Linked DNA regions of Mus musculus: all the other regions are linked to region 7. Evidence: chromatin contacts called from public promoter capture Hi-C and targeted proximity ligation data. All regions are on one chromosome and are shown on one strand. The core of a region is the stretch at or near the end of the contact, and the rest is flanking DNA. Distances in the headings are between cores, read along the strand shown.

Region 1 (3,310 bases), core at 806-3,305, 1.5 Mb before region 7:
ATGCCACAAAAGGATCCTAAAAATACAGAGAGAAGACAGTGAGGACCCCTGTCTCCCAGGCTCCCAAGGGCCTCACATCAAAGACCATCCTCCAGGTCAACAAGGTTTGCATCAATGCTGATGCAAGGCCTCCTCCCTCCTCCCTACTGTTCTTCCAGATGTCAGTCCCAGATCACCTGGCATTTGGGTTTCCACTGAAAGGGCACTACACCAAAGACTGGAAAGACTCCGCTGAATGCCACAAACACGGACCTGACGAAGCTAGCCTTCATGTCTACAGACACTTGGTGTAGGAATTTAGCACAGGAGAGAAGCAGCTTGCGGGAATAGGTGGGGCTATGAGGTTTTTGTTCCTACAGTACTTTCAACATGTCCCTTTCTTTCTTAGCCAGCTTCTGTTGTGAGGAAGACTCCCTACCTATGCCAGCGCTGGGGAACTCTTCACATTTCTTCCTCCTTTGGGCAGGGTTCCCTATTTCCCTCAACATTCTGACCATTCCCGCTCCGGAATAGTTAATATGGGTTATACAAGGTGGGTGGGAGGGCCTTAGGGAAAAAAAGCTGTAAGCGGAGGTGGAGTCCGTGGTCAGTGGCACCACACATCCAGACCAATCGCTGTCCTTGCCATGAAATCCTAGGCCCCCAAGCCACACAGAATGGGAAGCCTAGACGGAGCGGGTCTGCTCCATCCTTTCATGAACCGGTATAGGAATGCACTGCTGTTTGGATTCTGGGTGGTTACTTCTAGAAACCGGCTCCTTCTAGCCTGGTCGCTAAGGCCCTCCACCTCTAACTTCATGGGCAACTTAATAGGAACCCTGAGGACCCCGGGAGCACGTTAGACTGGCAGACAAGGAGTAAGAGGTCGGAGGGATGGCATTAGGTAGTTAAAAGGGAGATGGACCCAAATGTAGAGACCCAACAGATGACAATCCTGTCAAAGAATGCTCTGTCCTAAGTCATTCCTAGTCCGGCCCTCGCCTCTGAGGGAGGATATGGTCTAAAAAGAGAAAACAGGGCCACTAGACAGAAGCTGGGGTTCGTACTGACTCTTCCTTCAGTAAGCTACAACGGAAAAGGGACGCGACCCCGCGAAGTGTCTAATCGCGCGGGAGCCCTATTCCCTCAATAGTCGACCTCCCTGGCCCAAGTGACCTCGCACTAAGAATCCGAGTACAGTTTTACGACTCCAACTGCAAGCTGTCTTGGACCGGCTCAGGTTCATTACCCTACCCTCCGGGCTTCACAATGTACAGGTGATGCCCAAGCACCGGGTCCTCAGTGTCATCCCTAGCGCAAGCAGTCCTTTCCCACTTCCTTTCCGCTCCGAATCCCAACTTAGGGCCAGTTCTCTAGGTCAGACAAGGCTGTGTTCACCCTCCTAGCCTGGCAGACAGGACGCGACTCCCACTCTCTGCTCAGACTCCTCCTCCCACCACCGGAGGTTGCAAGTACCGTTGAACGGGTGCCTGGAAAGCTCATTCCCTCCTATCCAACCCATGCTTGAGACTCCAGAGGCAAAGCACGGATGTGCAACCAGCCCTTTGTTTGAGTGTGCGTGTCTCCGGCCACCGTCTACCGCTCCGGTCTCTCAGGCGCTTGCATCCCGGGTTCAAAGGCCTCTCTCCCCGCCAATGTCCCTCCCCGAGGTGCAGATGCGCCTATTGTCCGCTCTCACCGTGGCATCCTGACCCGCGTAGTGGCTGATGACCCGGGAGCCCCCCGGGTGGCGGCGGCTGAAGTCGCTGATGTTGTACACCTTCCGGTCGATCACGAGCCATCGCTCCTTCTCCCGCCCGGAGCGCTGCGCCACCTCCTCCCAAGTAAAGTAGCGCGTTTGGCGGAGCTGGGCGGAGGCCGGGCCAGGGGTCGGCACCGGGTCGGGAGCCATAGCAAGCTTGGCGGGGGAAGCTGGAGTCTGAGAGGTGCGCGCTCCGGGCCGCGGGGCAGCGCACGCCAGGCTCGCGAACTAGGGGAGCGTCGGGCTGCCTCGAGCGCGCGCCCGGAGACCGCCGTTCGCGCGCAGGGTTTTCAGCACCCTTGGCGCGGACCGCCGAGCCCCGCGGCGCGAGCTCCCATTGGCTGAGCCGAGTGGCGTGGGGCGCGAGCTCCGCCTCTCTCGGGTAGCAAAGACAGACTCCCCACTCCCCGGAGAGACTCAGGCTACTTCCAGCGGCAGAGACGCGCCCCCTCGCGGGGCCTGAAAGTGGTCTCCAGGCTATTCCACTTCGGAATTTATTTATTTATTTTTTTATTGAGCATGGTAGGGATTGATAGGATAACGGTTCCTTTGAGTGCGTCACAGCTTGATGTAGCTAAGGCGGAGGTCCCAAGGGCGCATAGAAGCTTGGTGTGAACATATAGAAAAGAAAACAGTTCTCATGTTGCTCAGGCCGGCCCCAGACTCACTGTGTAGCTGAGAATGACCTTGAACCTCTGACTCTCCTGAGTTCTGGGTTTACAGGCACTGCTTTCCACGTTCTGTTTCATACAGCAGATTGTGCTAAGGCAAACGTTCTGTCAATTTCCTGCCCCTAGGAAACACGTGACAAATTAAACACAGTGGCTTTAGCAAACAAAACAGCATCCTGACCCAGTAGCCGTTCAGAGATCCCCCTTCCTAGCAAGGTGGGCAGTTAGCATGTGTGGAAAGAAAGAGGACTAACATAAAGAAAGAGACTGATTGGCTACAGTTCCAGGCTTTTGCTCACGTGATAGCCCAACGCTAACAGAAGTCTTGTCTGCTATGATTGGCCGTCACTTTTGACTTACAAGAATATAGTACTTAGGAACACACACACACAATTAACACATGCACGCATGCACACACACACATGCACTAACTAAAATGTGATGATGATGATGATGGTGGTGGTGATGATGATGATGATAACAATACTAATGATAGCTCTATGGTTCAGGAGGAACAGTTGCCTGATGCAAAACCCAGTGACCTGAAATGGATCCCTGGGACCCACAAGATGGAAGGAGAGTACTGACTTCCACAAGTTTTTCTTCTAGCCTACATTGCCTGCAATTCATGGCAGCACACACACACACACACACACGTAAATAAATAAATAAATGCAATTTTAAAAACGATTTTAAAACAAAAATAAAACGAAGAAAGGCCAGCCTTGCCTTCTTTGTATGTAGTTTAACATTTGCAATTAGCTTTAGCATTTTCTATTTCTAGTGATCTTAGTTTCGTATTGTGTTTTGTTGTTATTTTTGTCCCTGGAAGCAGTAGCCCTGGCTGATCTGGAACTCACTGTGATGAACAGATTAGCTTCGAAGTTGCAATGATCGC
Region 2 (3,023 bases), core at 271-2,770, 1.4 Mb after region 7:
ACTTGCAATCAAAGTGGTGAGGAAATGAAGGCCGGGGATCAGTAGTTCAACCATCCTTGGTTACATATCATGGCCAGCCTGGGCTACTTAATACCCTGTTTCCAAAAAAAGCAAAAACAAAAGAACAACAAAAACTTGGATGGACAGGGTGGTTGGTGCACACCTTTAATCCCAGCCCTTGGGAAGCAGAGGCAGCTCCAGGAGTTCTTGGTCAGTCTGGTCTACAGTGGGAAACTGTGTCATAGAATCGAAACTAACAGCAGAAAGGAAATGTTATGTGTAATTTAAAGAAATATTTATTTGTATGTGCCTATGTTTGTGCTTTTATGGGTTTATGTGTATCACTGGCATGCGGGTGCTGGTAGAGGCCAGAGGGCATCATTTCCCCTGGAATTGAAGTTACAAGGGGTAGGGAGCCATCTGATGTGGATGCTGGGACCTGACCAGATTCTCTGGAAAATAGTACAGGCTCTGAATGAGCCAGCATTCTGACCTATGTTGTAGTATTTATCTATTTAACTTTTGTGTATATGAGTGTTTAGCCTGTATGTACGTCTGTGCAACCTAGTGGAAGCCAGAAGGTGTCAAACCACCTAGAACTAGTTAGACAGTTGTTAACCACCATATGGGTGCTGGGTACTAAACCTCAGTCCTCTGGGAGAGCAACCAGTCCTTCCTCTTGACTTCTGAACCATCTCTCCAACTCATTTTATATATATACATATACATACATATGTATATATATTATACACACACACATATATACATATATAATTACATTTTTATTTAGTGTATAGGGTAGCATGCTCATGGAACAATGTTTTAGACTTGGTTCTCCCCTTTCACTATGTGGATCCCCATGGATCAAACTGAGTTATTTTGCTGGCCTTTGTTATGTGATTCCATGCCAAGATCACGCAAGCATTTTTCTCAATACTGAAAAAAATACTGTACCTTAAAGGTGTGTTAAGTTTCAAGGACGCTGACCCAGTGCCTGTCCGACCTGGTGTCTGTCCCAGGCTTTACAGAGGAATGAGGGGACTGACTCAATATAAGGCTGACATAGACTTCTAGAAGCCAAGATAGTCGCAAGATGGGCGGGTGTGCAAAGCAGGAGACAGGCAATAGGATGACACTACACTTGGCAGTTGACTCACACGTTGATAGCAAGGTTGAGCGATAAAGTGGGTTTTATGAGCTAAACATGCGGATGGGAAGTTGGCGTTAGGCTCAAAGGACATCAGTTGTAGGAACAGCTAATAGCGGTATTTTCTAAGTCAAACAACAGGTACAGGTGACCCACGCCTGTTCAAGGTTTGAAAATAACCGAAAACTGACGGAAAGAAACGAAGAGATAGATTCTTAGCCTCGGCAGCTCTCGGGTGTTGCCGGAAATGGCTGACTACCGCTCTCGGCCGAGCGACGGAACGGGGGCGTGGCCGGTTTAGCACACGCGGAGCCTCTTCGGCTGTTTCCGGAAACTGCCGAAAGCTTGCTCCAAGTGGGCGGAGAAAGGCCGGTAGGCGTGGCTGCTGGTTGGCTCTGGAGGTGCGGGGAGTCTCTTCGTGGATTTCCGTAAACAGAGCCGAACCTCGGTCTTCGGAATCTAGGAGGTGCGCGCGTCCCCGGGGATTACCTTCTTCGGTAGTTTCCGGAATTCACCCATCGTCTGGGCCGAGAGGAAAAGGCTCTTCCCCCTCCCGTTCCTAGTTGTTTCGGATGTTTCCGGCTCTTGCCGGCGGAAAGAGCCGAGGGCTGGCGGTGGTGGCGGCCATGTTGGGAGCAGCAGGTCCGGCGGCGGCTGCCTGTGTGTCGGGCGCGGAGCAGTGCGGCTGAGGGCAGGGGAGGAGCGAGGCAGGCGGCCGGCTGCGGCGGTTGAGAGTAGGCGGAGCGGCGCGGCCGGGCCGAAAGGCGGCACAACCCAGCCGGGGGTCGGGGGGGGGGGTGCGGTCCGGAGCCGCTCGGAGCCGGCGAGGCCTAGCCCGAGCGGTGCATCACCGGGCTGGCGTGAGCCATCGCCCGGCCTCCCCGCACCCCCGGCCGGGGCCCATGCAGCGGGTGCTCCTGCTGTGAGAAGCCCCGCCCGGCCGGGCTCCTAGCCTTCCCTTCCCTATCTTCCTCCAAGCTTCTCCATTCCCTCCCCTGAGATACCGGCGCCATGTCCAGCGCTCGGACCCCCCTACCCACGCTGAACGAAAGGGACACGGAGCAGGTAAGGAGCCCTCAGGGCTCCCCTAATTCTGTGACTGGGCCCCTGCACCTTACGGAGGCTCCCTCCCTCAGTTCTCCTCGTGCTCCTGCTTTCTTCTACAAGCCTAGGCTGTCATCTGGCCCTGGGTTCCAGCCCTTCACATCCCTCTTCCGAATCCTGACCTGGGACCCACGTCGTCCTGACTGAACTGCACACTTGTATTTCTGCCAAACGCCCCTCGCCTCTCACCGCCCTCCTGCGCTCTTCCGTGCTATCTCCCCAGCTTCCCCCTCTCTTCCCTTTTCTCTCAGGGGCCTTTCTGGTCTTCCTCCACCCACGCTTAAAGCAGCCACCTTCCTGCTCCTCGAATAATACCCCGCGATTTGCCGCGGATTGTTGCCCACCTCTTTCTGCATCTCTCTAGCTTTGTACCCTCTCTACCCGCACCGGCTCTCACAATCCTCGGTTTTCTCCCTCAAGAGTCCGTGTCTCGGGAGTGTGTTCTCGGTCCCTTTCCCCTTTCACTTCCCCAGCTTTTTCTATCCTCCTTTCCCGTTCCAAATTGGGCTCTCCCTGTTGCTTGCAACCCACCAGCTCCACCCTCGTCACCTTTCCAAATCGTTCGCCTACTCCTTGCTCATCACTTTCCCTTCTTTTCGGCAGGAGCTCCCAGGCTCCTGGCACTGGCATGTGTCGCTTCCGTGTTTCCCATACAGCTGTCATGCGCATAGTTTTCCCACAGGTTGCCTTTGGGGTTCCAGTCACCGCTCCCTTCAGAGTCTTTGGATCACTCCTGTTCTCTTCCCCCTGGGGTTTGGCATTTAAGTCCTTG
Region 3 (3,119 bases), core at 606-3,105, 1.7 Mb after region 7:
GGCAGCCTGAGGTCACTCAGATGGTGAGAAAGGACCCAGGCCCCCACATGCTCAGAGACTCTGAGTGTTCCAAGTTGGTCCCTCTGCCCTGTCAGACCTTCCCTCGCCACCATGATAGAGCATCTCAGCAACCGCTTAGTCCAGGCTCATGGCTCACAGGCTCCCCCTGCTGGCACGAGGCCATCCATACACTTAGGCTCAGCCCAATTATGGTCCCTCAAACACAGACTAACAGAATGGAGTGGCTGACCTCACCATCACTAGAGAGGGGACAACACACAGCAAAAGTCACATGAATGAACCCAAATGGCATCAGAACACAGGTAGGAGTTAAGTCTGGGAATGTAGACCAGCTGGTAGGATGCTTACACAAAGGCCTAGGTTCCTGCAGGTGAGACTCAGCTCAAACCTAAAAAGCATGACCTGACCCAAGCTGACCCTTATAATACACACACCCCATTTCCAAACCCTACCTCCTAACTACACCCGCATCCACTGACCTGGCGATTTACCTCAAACACCCTGGTGACTCCCTGCTTCAGGTCTTTGCATCTGCTCTGCCTGGAATGACAGTTTTCTTTCAAGTCCCCTTCTCATCACCCTTTCCATTTCCTTTTTTTTAAAGACTTACTTATTTATTTATTTTATGTATATGAGTACACTGCAGCTGTACAGATGGTTGTGAGCCTTCATGTGGTTATTGGGAATTGAATTTAAGACCTCTGCGCGCTCCAGTCAACCCTGCTCGCTCAGTCCCTGCTCACTGTGGCCCAGAGATTTATTTATTATTATAAGTACGGTATAGCTGTCTTCAGACACACCAGAAGAGGGCATCGGATTGCATTATGGGTGGTTGCTGGGAATTGAACTCAGGACCTTCGGAAGAGCGGTCAGTGCTCGTAACCACTGAGCCATCTCGCCAGCCCACCCTCTCCATTTCCTTCTCTGCTTCCCACCATGAATCTTGAGAGTCTGTCTTGGCTCACATACATTCCTTCCTGGACCTTGGCTAATACGGTCCCCGTTCACCACCAGCACAGTGCACAGTGTGTGTGAGGGTTCATGGGTGCCTCAGTGAAGAGCTGAGACCTGAGGGCTGAGCGATCAGTCATCCAGGTAGAGGACCTGCCTGTACAGAATAATATGAGGCAGCATCCGGGGGTGATGTGGAGTGAAGCCGGAGCAGCCTGGGCAGAGAGGGAAGGTGGGACACAGAGGGGCAGAGGAGAGCCACGTGCTGCTTTCATCCCCCTTTGGCTCCCACTAAACTCAAGGGCAAGTCTGAGCCTCAGTTTCCTTCTCTAGGTCAGAGACATGATCTACCAAGATGCTGAAGGGCCATGACCAAGGCCCTGTGTGTGCGCTGAGAACACTCGTTCAATAGTAATGTGCTTAGCTAGCATGTGTGAGTCCTAGGTTCAATCGCCAGTTACAGTTTTAGAAAAAGAAGGCAGCCGGGCGTGTTGGCGCATGCCTTTAATCCCAGCACTCGAGAGGCAGAGGCAGGCGGATTTCTGAGTTTAAGGCCAGCCTAGTCTACAAAGTGATTTCCAGGACAGAAGAAGAAGGCAGGGTGGCAGAGTGACCCCTTGTAGCATCACAGGTTCCTCCTGGGGAGGGTACCTAACAGCACAAGGTCCAGGAGGAGAAAGCCTTCCTCAGGTGGAGAGCGGGGCAGGTGGAGCTTCAGCCATTATTTAGCTCCACAGATGAGTTATCGTGTGCTATCATGATCAAAGACACCCTGAACCTTGGCACAATCAAGTGTGAGTGTTTCCAGCTGGCCTGACCTGGAGCTGGCACCACGAAGCTATGGTGATGCCGACCAACTGCTCACCAGTCACTGTAGACCAGCTACTGGCGCCGCTGAAGTGTTCAGGCTGGAACCAACCCTGGCACCACATACGAGTTCCACTGCCCAAAGACACCTAGGCCCCTAGCAGACACATCTGACAGATGCCACCCCTTCAGAAGAGAGGCAGAATGACCCAGCCCTCCTCACACGCAGGTTAAAAAAAACCTGGGGTGGACCTGTCCTTCTCCGCGACCTTGGTGGCCTGGTTTGAATGGCCATGGTTCACAAGGCCTACTTGCTCCAATGGAGTCCAAACAGAGCACTGTTTCCCAGAAACTGCACGCTGTCTCTGCCACCAACCACTACACCAGCCTCGGAGTCCTCTGTCAGTCTATCCCTGTCAACACCCATCCCTAAATACACAACTTCAAAAAGCCAACATGAGCCAGGTGTGGTGGCACACAATTCTTTTTTTTTTTTTTTTTTTTTGGTTTTTTCAAGACAGGGTTTCTCTGTGTAGCCCTGGCTATCCTGGAACTCACTTTGTAGACCAGGCTGGCCTCGAACTCAGAAATCAGCCTGCCTCTGCCTCCCGAGTGCTGGGATTAAAGACGTGCGCCACCACACCCAGCTGGCGCACAATTCTTATCCCAGCATTTGTCAGGTAGAGGCAGAAGGATCAGGAATCCAAGGCCAGCCTGGGCTACATTAGACACAAAGAAAAGGCCAGCACACCAGTACTGTGTGCCCATCTACAAACATGGTCATGGCCTCGCTCGGCAGGCTCCTGGGGTGTTGGATGCTACACAGCTGCCTGAGATGCTTCTCTGCCCCAAGGCCCGTGCACTTGTTCTTCAGCTCAGCCCCATCTTTCAGGGCCACCTTCCAGGCCTGTGCTGCCACACGCACACAGGAGTCACTGCCCACCTCCTCCCATCAAGTCAGATGCAAACTTAAAGCACAAGTGGGTTTTATTTTTTTTATAAAAGATGTAAAACATGCATTTTCATTTTCTTTCATTTTTGAAGAGGCGAAAAGTATTTCACGGCTCACTGAGACAGGTGTTGTAAAAAGATGTTCGCAGTAAATTTTGATGGGGAAGCCTGACCCCAGACTAAGCTTCCAGGGCTTGTGGGCATGAAAGCTGGGCAGGAGGAAGCAAACTCTGCCAGAGCCATAAAGCGTGCCAGGCAAACGGGAATTCAATGATGTGTTTTAAGAAGTATCTTTATGGCACTTTGCAAGACGTCGTTCAGAGAGATGAGACAGGCTGGGCATCGGGGGGCGGGAGGGCTGAGTCTGCAGAACACCAGGTGGGCACAGC
Region 4 (3,170 bases), core at 192-2,691, 1.5 Mb after region 7:
AGGATATAGTGAGGGGAGGTAGCTGATCTGGAGTTCTCCTTCCTGACCACTCAGGGACCCCCACCATACAGGAGACTCACTTTTCCTTGATAGTGCCCCCCAGCTACCCTCCGATAGAAGGTACTAGGAGAGTCATACCCTGCCTAGTCATGGCCATGGGGGGAAGGGGAGGTTAAGAGGACACTTTTAAAGCCCAGGCTAGAGCAAAGTGCTTTGTTCTAACTGGGGGTGGGAGCTTGGAGGGCTGCCCCTAGATCTGGACCACAGCCTTGCAGAGAGCTCGGGGCTCCTCCCCACCACATGAGCTTCACAGCTCCGCATAGAGGTATCTTCCCAGTACCTGGTCCAATCAGACCTCAGTCCCCTGCAAGGCTGCAAGGTATGAGGACCCAATCCATCCAAGAGAGGCATCCTAAGCTCCCTCAACGACTGAGGGCAAAGGGGAGGTGGGTGGTCAAGGGCCCAGCCTGTAGATTTCCTGTGCCGGCAACACCAGGCACGAGAAGGCTGAGGTTGCAATCCAGGAGCGGCAGAAACCATCTGTGGTTCGCAACTCTCCCCCCCCCCTCCTCCACCTTCCATGATCCCTCCCCGGACCAGCGCGCCTTTAACCCTAGGCCACCAGGCTCACCATGAGAGTGCTCCTCCTCGCTGCTGTCATCCTCCGAGTGTGGCTGTCCGCCGTTGGGTGCCGTCTTGGCCCGACTTCGGGACAAGATCCCGGAGCCCGCACTGGGCTTCTCCATTACTGAGGGCATTACCCTACCCGGCAGCCCCGAGGGGCACGGGATCCTTTGGAGAGCGCAGGAGCTTGCCGCGCTTGCCTCGAGTGCTGCGCCTGGCCCGGCCTGGAGGGGTCGCCACTGAGGCTACGAGAGGCAGGAGGTCAGCGTGGCTAGGGTCCGGGAGGTCGGGGCCCCGGAGGGCAGCCCTAACGCTCACTGCGACCCCCACGGGCGAGGACGGCAGAAAAGTTTGTGAAGTGGGGGTACGGGGGAGACGGCGCGGCCGGGGGCACGCTCGCTCCGTGCGCCCCTCGGGGCTGGTTCTCCCCCGGGGAGAGTCGGGGCGCGTTGCCCTCGGGGAGCCCCGGAGCCGCGCCGCGCGCCTGCCCACGCTGTTTGGCCAGCAAGGGCTACCGCGCAGTGGCCGCCGCAGCTGACTCCGCGCCCCTCGGCTGCGCTGAGGATGCCCCGATCCCCAACGGAGGTAACCCTGCCCGACCCGACCCCACGGCAACCACGCCAGCCGGCTGGAGCCCCGGCGGCAGGACGGCGCGCACGGCGTGCGGCGCTGGAGCAGAGTTGCCGGGAGGCGGGCGGAGCGCAGCCGCGGGCGCCGCCTCGCACCCTCCCCGGCGCGCTCGCTCGCCCCGCCGCGCTCGCGCTACCGCCGCTCGCTCGCCCGCTCTCCGCCGCCGCTCGCTCCTCGCGCACACAATGAAGCTGCTGGCAGGGAAGTAGTGCCGGCTGCGGCCTCAGCACCCCTCCCCCAGCCGATGCCTCCGCCAGCTGAACATCTGGCCCTGGGGTGGGAGGGAGGGCCCGGGGGGCGGGGCCTGGGGCCGGGGCTAGACCTCCAGGGGGTGGGGTCAGGACCGGAATGGGGCGCACGTACCCCCCCCAGGGAGCACCCTTGGTGTCTCTGAGTTCTCAGACTTGGCCCTTTTGGGTAGACCCCAGTGCCCCCCAGGAGAAGCCCGGGGTCAGCCCCACCCACAAGCACACCGGTTCCACACACTACTGGGCTCTGGTTACTGTGGCCTGCCCCGGGGGCCCTGAGGCCGCCTGTCCGACCGCCCGGGTGGAGCCCAGCTTTTCCTTCCATTTCCCTTCCTGCCAAGGAACTCCCTGCCCCCCCTTCCGCAGGGGGATCCCCCCCTTCATGCGCCCTTGGGGGCCAAAGCGGATGGGAGGCCGGACAGGCGCAAGATGAATTTCTATAAGAGCCACTGGGCTAGAACCTGACTTCTGCTAGGTCTGTGGGTCCCCAGGGGTCACCCTAGTGTCTTTCAACTGCTGCAGTCTGCACCCAAAACAGTAGTATCAAAGATTGAGGAATGAGTATGAAAGGTAATAGGGCAAGTTCTGGGCTGAAAGGGGCGAGCTCCTCACTGGGTTCACTGTCACCCCAGCTGGAAGCAGCATCCCCCCTCCCCCCGGACAGGCACAGGCAGAGTGACAGACAGGGAAGCGGGTTGGGAGGCACAGACGGAGTTGGGGGAGGGGGTGGGCAGAGACTTTCAAAGCCAGACCCAGCCACCCTGCCAGGCACACAAAGAGCCAGCGCACTCACCGGCAGCAGCTCGAAGCCTGTGAGCTGCGCCTGTGCCCGTCCCCGCCGCCTGGGGCACGTGCTGCAGCTCACACAGGCCGAAGCCCCCGCCCGCTGTCCCTCCCACGGGGAGCCCGGACTCCTGGACACGCCTCTACCCGGGCACACCCGCTATGCCCAGATCGAGCCGAGCCTGCACGCGCACCCTCCTCTCCCTTCCCTTCCTTGGCCACTCTGTAATCAGATTCCTAAATTTAGAAGCAGCCCTGGCCCCAACCGGGGATCCCTGCCCCTACCCACTGGCTGTGGCCGACCGGCCTGGGTCCTGTGGTCAGGCCACGACCTGGCTGGGGCATCCTGTTCCTGGGGGCTCTTTGCCTGCGGCTGGCAGAGTCAGACACGACCCCGCCCGACTTCAGCACTGTCCGGCCACATAGGGCCACCCAGTCAGCGGCCACGTTGCCCGCCACACCTTGGGCCAAGGTTATGGGGCCTTTTTTCCTCCCCTTAAATCATGAGCTGGGCACCAAGCCTCAGGGTGGGGAGATCTGGGACAAAGAAAGAAAGAAAGAAAGAAAAAATGAACCAGAGGCAATCTGAGCTGAAGGGGTCTGTACCAAGAGGCAAAGCGACTTCCAGTGGCCCCTAGAAATGAGTGGCAGGGAGCCAGACCTGTCCCCAATACCTGTACCTTGTAGTGAGGTGCTCCTGTTTCTATCCCTTTGCCTAGCTAGCAACCATTGTGCACACCACACTCTCCTATGATGGCGTCTTTCTTGCTTCTGGCACCCATTAGGCAAGGCTTCTATTGGGTCCCCCCTCCTCCACTTGCCTCCTTCCATAGGAGAACCTAGGATCCCGGGCCAAGACCCCAAGACCTCAAGCATCAAGCTTAG
Region 5 (3,375 bases), core at 354-2,853, 1.7 Mb after region 7:
CAAGCCCTTCCCTTCCCCTTCCTTCCATTTTTTTTTCTTCATTTGCTCAGGCTGGCCTTGAATTCTGATCTCCCTCCCTTTTCCAACTCCCAAAATTTGGGATTGCAGTCATGCACTTTTTTTGTTGGTGGTGGTGTCTTTGTTTTTTTCCAGGCTGGGTTTCTCAGTGTAACAGAACCCTGGCTGTCGTGGAACTCATTTTGTAGTCCAGGCTGGCCTCCAACTCACACAGATCTACCTAACCCCCAGCCCCCATCCCAGTGCGGGATTAAAGGTCCACTCCATCATGCCTGGCTTAATCATGCACTTTGTATACATGCCTTTTGTAATTAAAAAAAAAAAAAAAAAAAAAAAACAACCAAAAAACCTAACCTTTGTATTTTCTTTTTGTCAAACAGAAGGTTGGAGGCTCATGGGTAGAGGGCTTGTGTAGCACAGACAAGACCTTTGTTTCTATCTCCAGTCACCCAAAAAGTACTCTTGCCACATTTGGCTCACACCTGTAATTTCAGCACTCTGCCTCTTCCCTCTCCCTCTCTCTTGAGACAGGGTCTCACTATATAGTTCTGGTATGGATAGCTCTGGCTGTCCTGGACCTCACTATGTAGATCAGGCTAGCTTAAGAGATACACCTGCCTCTGCTTCCTGCGTGCTGTATGCCACCACCGCTCATTTCCTCCGATCTTAAGTGAGGCAGGAGAAAGAACTAGGTAGGCATAAGTGAACAGATAAGGGGTAACCGGATGGAGAGGGTATGCATTGGTGCTACTGGCACAGACATGGCACCGCACAGCCCACGTTCCTTATACAAATCCTGTCCAGACCCCTGATCATCAGTCTCTGTCGTTCCATAAGCTACACGCTAAGCCTGCAACCCAAGTAGCATTTCTGCTGGCAGGCCATGGTGACCAAAGCTTGCAGCTGAGTTCAGAGAGTAAGGGCCAAGCAGCCGGTCCGCCAGGACACTGCCGGAAAAGCGGAGGCCTGTCGTGGCCCGCAGCATTTTGGGAACATTCAACGCAGGCCCGTCATAGCCCGCAATATTTTGGGTACATTCCGGGCCTAATAGTCAGGATGCGAGGAAGCGCGGGCCAACAGTCTCAGACTCAGGGAAAACAGCTTGTAACGCTGTAGTTAAAGCCTAGGCGACACCGGGCCAGATGCTCGACTCCCCACGAACCACCAGCCAGCCGAGCACCCCCTTACAGGGCAGCGGCATAAACCAATCAGCGCCAGGAATGGCCAAATTTTTTTTTTTCCCCACCCATCCACCCAATTGAATGTTTCCTCTGAAAGGCGGTTCCGTCTAGGAGTCCTTCAGCCCAATGAGAGTTGTGGAAATTTCCAGAAAGAACAGGACCAATGGGTGCGGCCAGGCCAGCTACAATTGACGGACTAACCAACCAATCCGTGTCGTCAAGACCCGCTCCTCCCTCAGTTAGCCTAGCCCTGAAATAGGCGGGACTTGCCGCGGAGTGTCCAATCCGGAGGTGCAGAGGAGGCAGGGCTGAAGAGAAGACCCGTAAAAAACCAATGAAAGAGAAGTCACGATGATTGACTGAACTTTAAGCCTATAAAAGGGGCGAGCAGAGCCTCCTGGACGTGTTCAACCAGTGAGCAGGCGAGGAAGGGGCGGTAACCTGGGGGTCCCGGCAGCTTCTAGTAGGTTCCAGAAGGCGGCGCGTGCGGTTGGGAACGCGGAGCGGACGAATTCGATTCAACGGGGTTCCGGGCCAGGCTATGGAGCAGGTGAAGGGGGAGGGGCGGCCGGGGCCCCGGGGCAGCGCAGGCCTGTTGGCGGGGAGAAGCGAGTGGTTGGGGGGCCGGGTCGGGCGGCCGAGGCGCGGGCGTGAGAGCCGCGGTCGGGCGTGTGAGGGGAGAATGGCGAGCGCCCGTCGCCCCCGCGACCCGCCGAGTGGAGCGGGAACAGGCCTGGCCGCGGCCGGGCCCCGAAGCTTCTGGGGGCCGGGCCTCCTCAGCGCGGAGAGGCCCCTGTCGGCCGCTGCGAACTTGGAGGGATCCGGTGACCGATCACCCCAGCAGCCTTCGGGGTACACGGCATCTGTGTGCGCCCGGGAAAAGGACCCGCGCGACTGCAGAGAAGGCGGGCGCGGACAGTGTCACCAGGGCTCCCTGAGGCATACATATGTCGCCCCTCCCCCCACTTTTCGTAGTGACTGTGGGGTGACTGAGTATCCGACCCTTGGAAATTCCGTTCCCGATTACACAGGATTTAGTGGTTTTAGACAGTTGTGAGCCGATAGTGAGGAGCTAGAAGTCCCTGTCTCTACCGCTCAGCATCTGATCTGGGGCACAGAGGGAAACCTGCCGTCCTTACCTTGGTGATTTAGCTCAGGCTACAGTGGCCTGCATCTGAGGCCTGGAGAGGTTTTGTTACCTTGGAAGCTGTCATTGAACCGTTGTGATTCATCCAAACACACACATACAAAAAGAGCACAGCTTACTACTACTTTTACTGTGATGTATAAAGTAAAACCTTTTGTTCTGGAATAGTCACTGTGAGGGACCGTGGGGCCTCTCACCTTGTTAATAAGACTAAATGGAGAGGTTAATCAACTTTCTGTACCCTTGGAGTAATTAAACTGTAACTGCAGTACGGACAAGAGAGACGCTTTTTTGGTATGAGTAACACCTTGCTCTGTTACAACAAAAAGAGGTTGTTTTTCATTATCATTCATTCATTCATTGTGTGGCACTAGGGATCAAACACAGGGCCTGAATTTAGAGCTATGGTCTACCCCGTCCATCCTCCCCACCCTCCTCAGTGGGGAAAAATCCTGCCAGCCATTATACAAGTGTGCAAGTGTTCCTGTGGACTGCAAACTTACAGTAAGATGACAAATTTGAGCGTTGGGCTTAGAGATGGCTCAGTTGGTTCAGCGTTTGATGTCTAAGGATGAAGGCCTGGGTTCCGATTGCCTTTACCCACTAAATCGGTGAGGGGAGGGGAGACCCGAGCATCTCAGGCCTGTCTGTGAGCTCCAGATTCATTGAGATTCTGTCTCAGAGTAAGGTGGAGAGTGTTGGAGGAAGACCCTGACTTCCAATGTCTGCCCCATGCACTAGCATATACACAAATGCGTTTGAATATTGGAAATTGTACATTTGAGCCAGGTGGTGGTGGCATAAGTAAGCCTTTAATCCCAGCACTTGGGAGGCAGAGGCAGGTGGATTTCTGAGTTTGAGGAGAGCCTGGTCTACAGAGAGTTCCAGGACAGCTAGGGTTATACAGAGAAACCCTGTCTGGAAAATTGTACATTTGAAGAGTAGAATTCCAGGTAACTCCTACAGTGACACATAGTTTATATTTTAAGATTTAATTTTGCTAGGCATGATGGTGCACTCAATGAGGCA
Region 6 (3,039 bases), core at 160-2,659, 1.4 Mb after region 7:
GTTAAGGAAGGAAACCAGACTTGATAACTGTCCATTGGGAGACAATGAAGATCTATAAGCATGCTTAGTCACAGTCATGTGGACTGAGAGGGGGACTCTGGTACAGAACTTGGAGTTCCCAGTACTTACCAAGACAACTCACTCAGCTCCTGTTTTGTCTTTATTTTCATGACTGAATCCTGAGCAAGTTTTTGTTTACATGTATATATTTTTTATGTGTCAGAGAGCACACATGCCTGTGGGTATGGTTGCCTTTGTGTTGCAATGCACATGTAGAGGTCAGAGAGTAACCCATAGGAGTCAGTTCTCTTCCACTATGTGGGCTCCAAGAATTGGTCTTTGAGGCTTAGCACCAAACACCTTTACCCACTGAGCCATGTTGCCAGCCCTAGAGCAGATTTTTTGGCTTTTCAAAAAGTTTTTTTTTTTTTTTTCATAACCTTATTATTGGGCTTGACTTTGAGGTTCGGACAGTGATAAAAGACAAGAAAGGTACATAAATACTGAGACACTATTGTCAGTATTCCTGGGTCACTTCTTTCTTGCTTATTATATAGTGATTCTTACAGAGACCAATCAGTGCCTATGTGTCTGAATTCATCAAGCCCCAGGGTTTAAGCAAATCTTGGCAGCACCGATAGTTCTCACTCAAAGTGAGGTCTAAGGTAGTCTTTGACTATTCCTCTGAATAATAACTAAAGGTCACAGACCACTAATAAATTGGGTGAAGGGACTAACTATAACTTCAGTTTCTGGATTTGGCTTGTAATTTGTATACTTTTCATGTTAGACTGCTAACTCTTTTGAAGGCTAGCTATAATATACTGTGTGTGTGTCTATGCCTGCCTGCTTGCCTATCTGTAAAACCCTTTCTCCTGTGCCTATAGGGTGCTTTTTATACAGTCAGCTCTTAATGAATTGTCTGTGAAATGAAAAACAAGAAATAGTTTGAAAGTGTGCCTTGGTGGAGGCTCTGGATTTTATTCCCATCACTGCAAAAAATAAAAATTGCAGCATAGGTATTCTTCACTGTAGTATACCTCAGGGAAATATACCCATCTTGCTTTACAAATCAGATACTCTTTTCTATTGAGTTCATTGGCCATTTAGTCAGAAGTTTTAATCAGTATGTTAAATACAATAATTACTGAAAATGATTTTACAATGCGTGTGTGTTTGTGTGTTGAGGGACATTCATACTAGGTAGGGGTACAAAGGCCAGAAGACAGATTTCAGGGGTCAGTTGGTTCTTTTGTCATGTGGGCTCTAGGGATTGAACTCAGGTTGTAAGGTTTGGTGGCCTCTCTGGCCAAAAAAGAACTCCTTTTTGAAAGTGGAAGGAAGGGTGAGGGGAAGGTTTACACTGTTGCTGGATAGGAACTGGGAAACCGCAGGAGAACGCTCTGCGAAGGACTCCCTGTCTGGCTTCCTGAAGTAGGGACAAGAGCCAGAAAGCCAAGCCCTCTGTTGTTGGCATTAGGCTCAATTCTCTCCCAGTGCTTGAGCGGCTGGTTAGCTGGTTTCACCCTTCCCTCTATGATAGCAGATGGGCTCGTGAAGTGTTGGGAGTCCTGTCCAGAGCAGACATGGCGCTCTGCACGAGTCAGAAGCTACAGATATTTATAGGGCAGAAGGGCTCAAGAGTGTGGCGCGGGAAGCACTGATTTCACACCAACTCGGTCCTGCTGCTGCTGAGGACCCAGATTTTTCTTTGGGCATATGAGTTGCTTTCCTTTCATCTGAGTACTAACCAGGCCTGACTCTGTTTGCTTAGTTCAGAGATCTGAGGACATGGGAAGCTTCAGACTGTTGGTAGTAACTGTTCCAGGGTTGTGCAGGACCATCGTGGATAGACAGGATTGAAAACATGATTCTTCCTCATTTCCTTGTAAGACTCTTGACTTTCTCGCTTCTCCTGGTTTGAACCAAGAAGAAAGCTCTGACTGGTGGTAGAACTAAGGACCTGTTAGACAGGTCTGCTTGGGCTGGCTCCCCTCCCCCACCTGGGCAGGGAGACTGAAACTGCTGCTTGCTGGGCTTTGCCAAATCAGTTTCTCCTGGAGGATTATCTGCTCACTGCAGGCAGGCAGCTCCCCACCCAGGAGCCAGCCACTGTGGGAATCATGCGGGTGGGGGCAGGCTCTGCTCAGCTTGCTGGGTGTGCTGCTTGCCTGCCAGGCCATGAGCATGCACGAAGGCTTCCTGCTCACTGAAGGCTGAATTGCCTGGAGGCCTGAGGGAAATAGACTGTGTCGTAGTGCCTTGCCCTGGGCCTCGTGGCCACATTCCTGACTGGGAGGAGCAGGGAGTTTGCGGATGGGGCAGATGAAGTCTTTGGAAAGAGACAAATCACCCTTTTAACACCTTGAGTTTAGAATTGATGTTTCATTTCAGTGTTTTCAATCCTAGCCTAAAATTTTTCAGCGTGTGGGCCTAGTGTCCACAGAATGCTGGGCAAGGCTCCTACGAGAGTCAGGCTTCTTCGCAGGCCCACTTGATATTAGCCAAGATCAGGAAGTGGGCTTCATGACAGGCAGCCCCTTCTCACTTTCTGCCTCCATCTCAGGGCCAGGCCTAGAAAGCTTGAGCGCGTACTCTATTCACCCTGGACAGAGCCTCAGAGCCTTTACAATGTGGAGACAGGTCCTAGGAGGGAGAGTGATTTGTTCAGAGTTATATAACTTGTTTGGGCAGATTTGGGTCTTGACTAGATCTCCCCTGGGGCCCTTGGTACTTGCCCCATAGCCCTCACTTGAATGGTGGTTCTCCTTAGAAGGCTTGTAGACTTCTATGTCAGGAAGTGATCTGGGAAAGGACAGGTGGAAGGGCAGCAGGGCAGCAGGTCCCAGCTTAGCACACCAAAGACACTGGGTTCTTGCCAGGGACTATGACCATTCAGGTGCCAGAAGGCCCTAGGGGATGAATTTAAAACAGTAGGTAGCATTCCATCCCTGGCTCAGGTCAAAAGGGTCACATGGATCAGAGCTGGGTTAAGGGCTATTGGGTAACAAGGAAATCAGGGCACCATGACCCCATAAT
Region 7 (3,162 bases), core at 520-3,019:
TGTAAACCCACAAGTATGGCACTGCTAACAGAACCTGGAGAAAAATAACAAACCTTGAAAAGGCTGGATATAAGGCCCTTGCCCCCACACTACCCTTTGGTTTCTCAGGTGTTCCTGTGTTTTCATTAGCAGTCATAGTGAGCTAGTTTGATTCATCATAGAAACAGCAAACCTAGTGAACAAACCCCATCCAAAATAATCTAACTAACCTTTGAATGCCTGAGATTTGTCACCAGGAAAACCTGTGGAAGAGTAACAAGTAGTTATTTTCAACCATCAGGACAGAATTACAATCTGTCTGTCAGCACTAACTGCCATCAGAACTCTAACATGCTATAAATTCACACCTTCACGGAGTGTTCAGTGTCATCATTTCAAATCATCTGACAGTTGAGTTTTTAAGAGAACAAAGGCCTTAACATAATGTGTCCTCTAGAAATACAAATAGTAAGCAGCAAAAAAGTGTTGTGCTGCTTCAATGTCTGTCTTGACTATTTTCCCTAGGGAAACCCTAAGCTCTACTTGGACAATTACCTGCACTCATCCTGGGAGGTAGCTCGAACTCTTCATGTTGTCACAGCACCCTGGAAACAGAGAAACAATGTCATTTTTAAATGTAATCACAGCCACCTCAGCACCTTCTTTCTTCAGCCCATTTCAGTAGTAAGATGACATCATTGCAACTCAGCCATATGCTTGTCATTTACATTGTTCATCATTAAGTGGCCATCTAAATATGTTCCCTAAGGAAGCACCAACCATCAATACCTACCTGACTACAAGCAAAACGTGTTATTTGTAAAATTGAACAGGCCTGGCTCCAAAGTGTAAAGGGCTTTGAGATGAACCACATCTAGAACAGAAAAAAAAAACCCCAAACTTCAATAAAAGACTTTATGCCAAACAATCCAAATACCTGCCACAGATTGTGCTACTCAGAGAATTTTTGTTTTCTCCACTAAACCATCAGAAAGAGAGAGTTCAGTTTTCATATCATCCCCGTAGCACACACACAACTTATACTCAACAACCAAAAAAATCTGGTAAAACCATTAACACTACTTACTCTGAAAAGAGAGCGTACACCCATCCTTTTGTAAGGTGGCACCTCAAACCTGTAGAGAAGTTAGCATCGGGTTACTTCTACACCAAGAAATCTCTAAAGGATGAGAAGGCTGTGATGTAGGGCCAGCCTCCTCAGAGTTACTTATCCTCACAGATATATCAGTACAGGTCTGTGAAAAGGTCCTCATCATAGGGGGTGGCCTTGCACTGCCGCCACCATTTTGTCCTTCACAAAATCCTGTCATCTTTAGGTCTTGAATGCCCTAACATGGTCTCCCCGCTAAGACTACGGAACAGATTACCAAAGTCCACATTTATTAACGCTGCCCACGAGGGTCTTTTAAATCACCAGAAATAAACATTACGTAAGAAAATACAGGCGGCGGTTCACAACAGTGACAGATAGGTGTTTGTGATAAAAGCCAGCCGCAGTTATAGGAAAGCTGATTAAGAGAAAGACAAGAGCCAGGCGTGGTGGCGCACGACTTTAATCGCAGCACTCGGGTGGCAGAGGCAGGCGGATTTTAGTTCGAGGCCACCCTGGTCTATAAAGTGAGTTTCAGCAGGACAGCCAGGACTATACAGAGAAACCCTGTCTCGAAAAACCAAAAAAAAAAAAAAAAAGAGAAAGACAAGAAAAAAACAAAGTGAAAACTACAGCACATAAAGACGTAGAGTACTTACCCCGAACAAGGAAAAATGAGGCCGACAAGAACAACGTGTGGCCTATAAATAGCATCTCGCAAAGGCCCACGGGATTTGGAGGTGGGACTAGGACTCACGCAGGCGCTAAGGTAAGCGGTGTGCGAGCCGGAGGAATTGTGGGTAGAGGAATCCGCCCAAAGGGGCGTGCGGAGAGCTCCGCCTCTGATTTTGCAGCGCGAAAAAGAGGCGCAGGCGCTTTAGGGGAGTGCGACGCTACGCCTTTGGCGCTGCGGCTAGGCGGTTCTTACTCACTGCGGGTAAAACGTCATCGCTGGAGATTTTGGTTCGCGACCCATACAGCTCGACTGTCTGGGTCACAACTACCAATATCCATACGTTGAGGCGATTTCTCACCCTCACTCACGCTAAGCCGCGTGTTGATCCATCTCTATGGATCCTGAACCTACTGAACACTCCACCGACGGTGTCTCGGTTCCCCGCCAGCCGCCCAGCGCGCAGACGGGGCTTGATGTCCAGGTTGTCAGCGCAGCGGGCGACTCAGGTACTGGGCCCTGGGCTGAGCTCGGTTGGATTTTCGCTTCCTTGCATGAAGCCTTTTAGGGAAACCCAGTCGGGACTAGAAGCCCTACGTCATTCTGGAGACCGATTTTTGTGTTTTGCTTCCTGGTCTATTTTCGCCATGTTCTTGGCCCGGATTGAATGAAGTAGGGCCAGCATTTAGATGTCATTTATGGAGCATGTTGCATGTTTTGTTTTTAGCAGTGCTATAGATTAAAGCTGCTGCTATGTGCATGTGTAGATAAGTGCTATACTACTGAGGCTGACAATTCTCCACACAACTGGGCTTACCGTTTAAAGCACCCAATATGAGTTAATATTCCACACTCCTAAAAGTTAGGGATAACCCTCATTTTATGCATGGGTGGTCTTAGATATAAAGAGCTCTGGGGGGAACAATCATTAGAATTTACCAGTTTTCTAAGTCGCAGCTATAGACTGGTTATTGAGAGTGTGCAGTAGCATTATAGTCATATGCATATAGCAAACATCTATATGCAGAAGCTTGCCTTTCGAACAATTATCATTACTCTCATACTAATTGCTCTTCTGCATGACCTCACTTAATAATCCAAGTTGGAAGGTGGTAAGGTACAGTTATGGGTGAGAAGCTCGGGTCCCAGAGAGGTTAAGTCATTTGCTGACTGTTACCCAGATAAACAGTATCAGATCCAAGGTATAAATCCAGGCAGCCTGATTTCAAAATCAGCACTTGCAGAAGACCCTGGTTCAATTCCCAGCTAGTAGCCATCTGCAGTTCCAGTTCCAAGGGATCCAGTACCCACTTCTGGCCTCCATGGGCACCTGACACACACGTGGTACATACACATCTAAAGTTTAATTAAGAAAAAATAATGCTGGGCATGTTGATTC

Evidence for each region. Promoter capture Hi-C pulls out the DNA fragments that hold promoters and counts their contacts.
Region 1: a contact with region 7 is called in a promoter capture Hi-C map of pre-B cells, with 3 times the contacts expected there. A contact is called at or near these places in 9 of 39 promoter capture datasets (the 3T3-L1 cell line, the HPC-7 cell line, HPC-7-derived erythroid cells and 6 more), 1 of 484 Hi-C or Micro-C datasets (B cells), 3 of 130 datasets of targeted methods (astrocytes, embryonic forebrain and stem cell-derived neural progenitor cells) and 1 of 9 other capture datasets (adipose tissue).
Region 2: a contact with region 7 is called in a promoter capture Hi-C map of neutrophils, with 2.6 times the contacts expected there. A contact is called at or near these places in 10 of 39 promoter capture datasets (the C10 cell line, the SN4741 cell line, cranial neural crest and 6 more) and 2 of 130 datasets of targeted methods (astrocytes and pancreatic cancer cells).
Region 3: a contact with region 7 is called in a promoter capture Hi-C map of liver, with 4 times the contacts expected there. A contact is called at or near these places in 5 of 39 promoter capture datasets (3T3-L1-derived adipocytes, the HPC-7 cell line, liver and 1 more) and 3 of 130 datasets of targeted methods (the NIH/3T3 cell line, embryonic stem cells and pancreatic cancer cells).
Region 4: a contact with region 7 is called in a promoter capture Hi-C map of embryonic stem cells, with 4 times the contacts expected there. A contact is called at or near these places in 16 of 39 promoter capture datasets (the 3T3-L1 cell line, the C10 cell line, the HPC-7 cell line and 8 more), 12 of 130 datasets of targeted methods (embryonic stem cells, microglia, pancreatic cancer cells and 2 more) and 1 of 9 other capture datasets (pancreatic islet).
Region 5: a contact with region 7 is called in a promoter capture Hi-C map of liver, with 5 times the contacts expected there. A contact is called at or near these places in 12 of 39 promoter capture datasets (the 3T3-L1 cell line, 3T3-L1-derived adipocytes, the HPC-7 cell line and 8 more), 3 of 130 datasets of targeted methods (embryonic stem cells and pancreatic cancer cells) and 2 of 9 other capture datasets (embryonic stem cells and macrophages).
Region 6: a targeted proximity ligation map of epiblast stem cells shows a contact between it and region 7, with 5 times the contacts expected there. A contact is called at or near these places in 3 of 39 promoter capture datasets (3T3-L1-derived adipocytes and liver), 3 of 130 datasets of targeted methods (embryonic stem cells, epiblast stem cells and large pre-B cells) and 1 of 9 other capture datasets (adipose tissue).

Annotation. Positions count from the first base shown.
Region 1 is chr19:10,181,633-10,184,942 of GRCm38.p6, reverse strand. Fads1 (fatty acid desaturase 1) reads right to left here and starts at 2,055. Exons shown (of 12, transcript NM_146094.2): 1 at 1,679-2,055; 2 at 1-16. The coding sequence starts at 1,891.
Region 2 is chr19:7,340,357-7,343,379 of GRCm38.p6, reverse strand. It overlaps Mark2 (MAP/microtubule affinity regulating kinase 2), which reads left to right and starts at 1,520. Exons shown (of 18, transcript NM_007928.3): 1 at 1,520-2,212. The coding sequence starts at 2,159.
Region 3 is chr19:7,061,812-7,064,930 of GRCm38.p6, reverse strand. The region is part of intron 1 of Macrod1 (mono-ADP ribosylhydrolase 1); the gene reads right to left. Among named protein-coding and RNA genes, the nearest start is that of Macrod1, 6.6 kb to the right of the region's middle.
Region 4 is chr19:7,266,550-7,269,719 of GRCm38.p6, reverse strand. Rcor2 (REST corepressor 2) reads right to left here and starts at 1,441. Exons shown (of 12, transcript NM_001320554.1): 1 at 632-1,441. The coding sequence starts at 758.
Region 5 is chr19:7,038,254-7,041,628 of GRCm38.p6, reverse strand. It overlaps Stip1 (stress-induced phosphoprotein 1), which reads left to right and starts at 1,603. Exons shown (of 14, transcript NM_016737.2): 1 at 1,603-1,749. The coding sequence starts at 1,741.
Region 6 is chr19:7,309,986-7,313,024 of GRCm38.p6, reverse strand. The region is part of intron 1 of Mark2 (MAP/microtubule affinity regulating kinase 2); the gene reads left to right. Among named protein-coding and RNA genes, the nearest start is that of Gm17227, 14 kb to the right of the region's middle.
Region 7 is chr19:8,722,094-8,725,255 of GRCm38.p6, reverse strand. Snhg1 (small nucleolar RNA host gene 1) reads right to left here and starts at 1,769. Exons shown (of 10, transcript NR_002896.3): 1 at 1,750-1,769; 2 at 1,067-1,115; 3 at 773-853; 4 at 535-584; 5 at 210-242; 6 at 1-34. LOC115489078 (a small nucleolar RNA gene) reads right to left here and starts at 1,263; the gene lies at 1,192-1,263. It overlaps LOC115489084 (a small nucleolar RNA gene), which reads right to left and starts at 1,005; the gene lies at 931-1,005. It overlaps LOC115489083 (a small nucleolar RNA gene), which reads right to left and starts at 724; the gene lies at 655-724. It also overlaps LOC115489082, LOC115489081 and a transcript of Slc3a2 not described here.